2 separate regions of the Zea mays genome follow, and region 1 is linked to region 2. A link is a contact called in public Hi-C data. All regions are on one chromosome and are shown on one strand. Each heading gives the region's core, a stretch centred on a gene start, on an enhancer-like site or on the middle of the called end of the contact. The rest is flanking DNA. Distances are from core to core; before and after follow the strand shown.

What was found. Hi-C and Micro-C count contacts between places; a contact is called where the count stands out from the background.
Region 1: a Hi-C map of ear shows a contact between it and region 2, with 2.2 times the contacts expected there. The contact joins the promoter of LOC118476099 here to the promoter of LOC100194223 in region 2. A contact is called at or near these places in 7 of 25 Hi-C or Micro-C datasets (bundle sheath, ear, endosperm and 2 more) and 1 of 3 datasets of contacts at active chromatin or transcription factors (leaf).

What each region holds. Positions count from the first base shown.
Region 1 is chr1:197,503,720-197,506,657 of Zm-B73-REFERENCE-NAM-5.0, forward strand. LOC118476099 (arabinogalactan protein 1-like) reads right to left here and starts at 1,443. Exons shown (of 1, transcript XM_035964213.1): 1 at 224-1,443. The coding sequence starts at 1,119. The coding sequence ends at 367.
Region 2 is chr1:197,367,685-197,370,384 of Zm-B73-REFERENCE-NAM-5.0, forward strand. LOC100194223 reads left to right here and starts at 1,282. Exons shown (of 6, transcript NM_001139264.1): 1 at 1,282-1,512. The coding sequence starts at 1,418.

The DNA.
Region 1 (2,938 bases), core at 193-2,692, 140 kb after region 2:
GTGCGTGCGTGCTAGCTGTCCGCCAGCAGCAGAGGAGTAATTGAATGAATCGCAGTGGGTGCTAATCTCGGGTCAAACGTCCTCCTCTCTTTACTTTTAACCGGCCACCGGCCGTGTAGCTCACTTTTGACTCTGATCTCGGTTCGTTCGTCTAATCGTCTTCGTCCACAGATCGTGTTCCAAGAACTAGTAGTAAGAAAGAAATTGCAGCAAGAGAAAAATGTGCACCATGGAAATGAAATGTTGATTTTTTCCAAAGCCGAACATGTTGTGATCTTTTTTCACAGCGGGAGCACGCGAAAGAGGAAAGGGGCCCGAGAGATTCGGGAGATCTATCTATCTCTACGGCACGGGCTCCCCCCCCGGTCAGAAGATGTCGAGCACGTCGACGATGGCGGCGTTGCAGAGCGGGCAGCGGCCGCGCCCGCCCAGGAGCTCGCGGGCGCAGCCGCGGCAGAAGGTGTGGCCGCAGGGGATGAAGGCGGCGCCCTTGGCCCGGGCCATGCACACGCAGCAGCACCCGGCGACCACGCCCCTGCCCGCCGCAGCCGCCGCCGAGTCCTCATCTTCTTCTGCCTGCGCCGCGGCGCCTGGGACGGCGCTCCACTGCCGGTCCGTCTGCTCCAGGAGCGCCATCAGGGAGACCCTCTGCTCCTGCTCCTGCTCCTGCTCGTGCTCATCCGCCGCCGCAGGGGGCGGAGACGGGGGAGGGGCGGCCTCGGCGGCGGGCGCCGGCGCCGGCGGGGAGGCCGTGGTCGGGGGTGGTAGCGACACGGCGCGGCGGACGAGCGGGTCCCCGGCCCCGGCGGCGGGAGGCTGGTCGTCGCGGATTATGTCGAGGAGGGTGCGCGTCGCGGCGGCGGGGGACGACGGCGACGGGGACGGGGACGGGGACGCCGCCGGGACCTGGACCTGCCTCTCGGCGGCCATGGCGGAGGCGAGCGTGACGGCGGCCCGGCGCCCGGCCGACGCCAGGTCGTCCTCGTCTCGGAGCTTCAGCAGGTCGCGGAGGTTGCAGGACCCGGCGGCCCCGGGCGGCGGCAGCGGCGCCGGCGCCGGCGCAACCGCGGCGAGCTGGTCCGCCAGCGTCACGCTGCGCCGCAGCACGCGCCCCTCCATCCTTCCTATCCCGCCCCGACGCACGGACCCGAGACCGAGAGACGCTGGAAGGGGGGAACCGATGCGGCGGCCAGCACCGGCACGCTTGTGTGGACTAGTAATAAGTGAGGGCGCGCCTGGGGAGGCGTGCGAGGGCTCCGTCTCGTTTCGTCTGGATCTGGTCTGGCGTGCGGGAGGGAGGGAGGGAGGAAATGGCTGGGTTTTGCGGGGTTTCTGCGTGTCAACGCCTGCCTGGCTGCTTTCCGTCCGTTCGGGCGGGTTGGGTGCGCGGCTCGGCGCTTTGCAGATGGAATTTGGAAGGTTTTGTAGTGCATCTGCAGCAGCGCTCGCAGATCGGCAGATGGAAGGAGGGGGGCTAATAAAGGCTGCCGGGCGGGGGGGCTGCATCAGCGGAGAGGCGCAGGATCTGCCACGGTAAAATGGGATGCCGTTTGTCGGTCATGCCGTGCCGTGCCGTGCCGTGTGCTATGCGCCCGAGCCCGACTGCAGAGCCGCCCGTCCGCCGTAGCTGGCACGGCGTGCGCTGATGGCAAAGGTGTGCGGGCTCTCGGCCGGGCCGGTTGACTTCACGAGGAGGACTCTTGTGTTTGTTTGGCTGACTCTGGTCCTGGGAGATGGCAACCGTTTATTGGGCCGTGCGAGACACTGGGCCGCGTGCCAGCTTTACTGCAGCTGGTGGAGCTATTGCAGGCCGAAACCGAACCTTCCAAGCGCCGCGGACTGCCTGCCAGTCCCGTCAGCGACTACACTGCGCAACATAACTAGAGATGGCAATGGGTACCCGAAACCCGGTGGGTTTTTACCCCATTAGGGTACGAATTTGGGTCAATTTTCATACCCATGGGTTTGTTAATGGGTATAAATCTATACCCGACGGGTTTATGGGTACGGGTTTGTTCCTGTAATACCCAAACCCGTGAACCTGTAGGTTTTTTAAACCCGACCAAACATAGTGCATATTGTCATTTTATTTTATAAACGAACAACAAACTTTTTATTCCTTATTTACTTCATAATTTTTATCAATTGGTGAATGTATCAGTAGTCGGTGAGAGTGTTGCTTGCTTGCTATTATAGTTTTTAATAGCGCTATATATGTGGTGGATGGATAACTTAGTGCAAGGTCACTTAATTATACAACTTATTATTTGTATTTCATTCTCTCTACTTATAATTTTTATATCAAATCATGAACTCGTTGTTCATTACATAGATTTTAGATCATGATATCATTAATCATTATGATACTTATTGATTATGAGAAGAACAAGTATATTGGAGATGAAACCCGCGGGTAACCCATGGGTACCCGCTAACCCGATGGGTACGGGTTTGGGCAAAATCTCAAACCCGTCATGGATACGGGTTTTTTAATGGGCATCGATATTTTTCACGGGTACGGGTTTGGGACGACAAAACCCAGCGGGTTTGTACCCGTTGCCATCTCTAAACATAACACAGAGTAGAGATGGCAATGGGTACCCGAAACCCGGTGGGTTTTTACCCCATTAGGGTACGGGTTTGGGTCAATTTTCATACCCATGAATTTGTTAATGGATATAAATCTATACCCGACGGGTTTATGGGTATGGGTTTGTTCCTGTAGTACCCAAACCCGTGAACCCGTGGGTTTTTTAAACCCGACCAAACATAGTGCATATTGTCATTTTATTTTATAAACGAACAACAAACTTGTTATTCCTTATTTACTTCATAATTTTTATCAATTGGTGAATGTATCAGTAGTCGGTGAGAGTGTTGCTTGCTTGCTATTATAGTTTTTACTAGCGCTATATATGTGGTGGATGGATAACTTAGT
Region 2 (2,700 bases), core at 32-2,531:
CGTCCCATCTGGCTCGCCCCGGAAAACAAATAATGATGGCGCCCCGCGTGCTCCATGACGACGGTGGCTCTCAGCCCCTTACGGAAGCAAGGAGACGTCAGCAAGGACTCGACAGCCCCGACAGCTGTCCTTCCGCAGGGCTCCAGCTCTCCTCCGACGACCACGACATCACATGAACAGGGTGTCAAAACCTCTCCGACTACCACAACGGCATGTACTTAGGGCTCTATCTCCTCTCTGCTAGACACGTTAGCACACTGCTACACCCCCCATTGTACACCTGGACCCTCTCCTTACGCCTATAAAAGGAAGGTCCAGGGCTCTCATACGAGAAGGTTGGCCGCGCGGGGGAACGGACTGACGCCTAAGGCTCTCGCTCTCTCCCACGCGGACGCTTGTAACCCCCTACTGCAAGCGCACCCGACCTGGGCGCAGGGCAACACGAAGGCCGCAGGTTTCCCCTTTGCCTGTTCTCTTCCCCCCTTCGTGCTCCGTCTCGCGCCGACCCATCTGGGCTGGGACACGCGACGACAATTCACTCATCGTTCCAGGGACCCCCCGGGGTCGAAACGCCGACACTACTTAGTTCTAGTCTTTTAGACTGTGATGTGGTCATCTGATCAGTGCTTTCACTGCTTTGTCATTGAGTGATTGTGGGAGAGTCATTTTGTATTGTAATATACATTTGTAACAGATACAAACTTAATGACTAAACTTTGAGCTGGCTGCACTTTTTTTTCTTTCTAGGGTTTCTCACAAGGGTGAGTTTTACCTAGAAAGGTTTTTAATGAGGCAACATTGCACAAAACAGCTCATTTATTATATTTGTCTATATTTTCTACTGTTTTTTTAACTTTGGTTATATTTGTCTATATTTTCTGCTGTTTGGAAACTTTGGCAGGCTGGTGCTGGCACAATCCGTTTGTTTGAACGTGCCTAGCGGGCTGGTCCGGCACGAAAAGTGGCCCAGAGAACCGTGCCTGGACCAACGACCAGGCACGTGGGCTCTCCAGACACGGCCCATAGACCTAGGTCGGCCCGTTGGCTGATGGGTCGTGCTTGCTCGTGCCCGTGCCGGGTCGTGCCGGGCCGGCCTGTTGGCCATCTATACCAATGGATCACGTTCATGGATCACGCCAAAGCATGGGCCTGACGTCTTCGAAACTTCCAATGCCCAGGCCTAGAAATCTAAGTATTGGGCTGATTCTGCTCAAGCACAGGGCCCATACTACGGTGCCATCGCTCTCGCTCTCTCTCTCTCTCTCTCTCTCCAGACTCCACGACTCCACCGCTCCTCTGTCCTCTCCCCACCACCTCCTTGTATCTCTCCTCCCCTTCTGGCCGACGAAACCCTACGCGCGCGCGCTGCCAAGCCCTCGCCGCCGACGCCTACTCCGACTCCGACGCCGCAGTAGTGATGTACGCCGACAGGTCCTCGGGCAGGAAACGCTCTGTAATGGACCGCCTCGGGTCGGGCGGCGGCTCGCGCTCGCGGTCCGACGACGCAAAAAGGTACGCCTTCGAGCTCGTTTCGGTTCAAAATCGTTGCCCGCTCTCGCCGCTCCCGCGCTTGTTGGTGCTACATGGTCGCGGGTTCTGGGATGGATCGATAGCCAGAGCGTGGCGGCCGCGGAAATGTTGTTTAGGGGCTTCGAATCGAACGGTTCGTGTTGCCGGTGCTTTTAAGGCTTGCTTGCAAAGGCTTATTACCGTCGTCCGTCGCCAGTTGTGTTGTTTGTATACGGGATCCGGTCGGTAGTTAGTGTATGCAATGCTTGTGGTTGATTGTGTGAATCGGCGGATATAGATGCTTGTAGTACTGTTGCTGTTGTGTTTGGCTAATAGGTGCTTACATTCTAGCAATGAACTATTATACAGTTGTGTTTGGCTAATTGACTAACAACTAGCCAAGTGACAATAACATGTACCTGATATAAGCATGTATTCTGGTACAAGCATGGTGGCTGCGTATTGCATGCAACAAGCCTAAAACAAAAAAAAAAACTAATGAAACTAATAGGAGGTTCCGGTTGTAGATTGCCGAAACACACCCTACGTCCTGCAGTATAGATCTTGGAGCAGGGACACAGGGAGAGAAAAAGTAGGTCCTTGCTGCCTTTGCTCATTGGAGGTGTTAGAATACCTATTAGGGTTTGGGGCTTCCCCTTTGTAATTCCTCTCTCGGCCCCTTGTAATGGGCCTGGCCCAACTATCCCAAGTCTATTAATACATCACCCAACTCTATCCTAGGGTTAGGGTTTTCCATTCTCCAACTTGGTACCAGAGGCTTTTCTTTCTCTCCCTCCCACCTCCCTTCCAGCCGTTGACACCCAGTCCCGCCGTCGGCCACCCCTCCGCCTCACTCTCTCTCCTCTCCTTCCCCACCTTCGCCCCTCCGGCCGGCCGCCGTCCGGGTCCATGGGATCCACCCGCGGGTCCATGGGATCCACCCGCCTGCCTCCTCCGTGTGAGGCCAGTCGTGCCCTGCCCCGAATTCGCCTGTGCGCCGACGCCGCTTGCCCCCCATCGACGGCCGGGACGCGCCTCCCCCTAGGCGTCGCCACCAGGCCACGCCCGGAGCAGCCACCTGGTCGTCGGGCTCCGCGCTGCCCCCGAGGCTGGACCGCCGCGGACGCCCCTGTCCCTGCTGCTCCCTTCGGCCGGTCGGCTGCTCCCTTTGGCCGACCGGCTGCTCCCTTT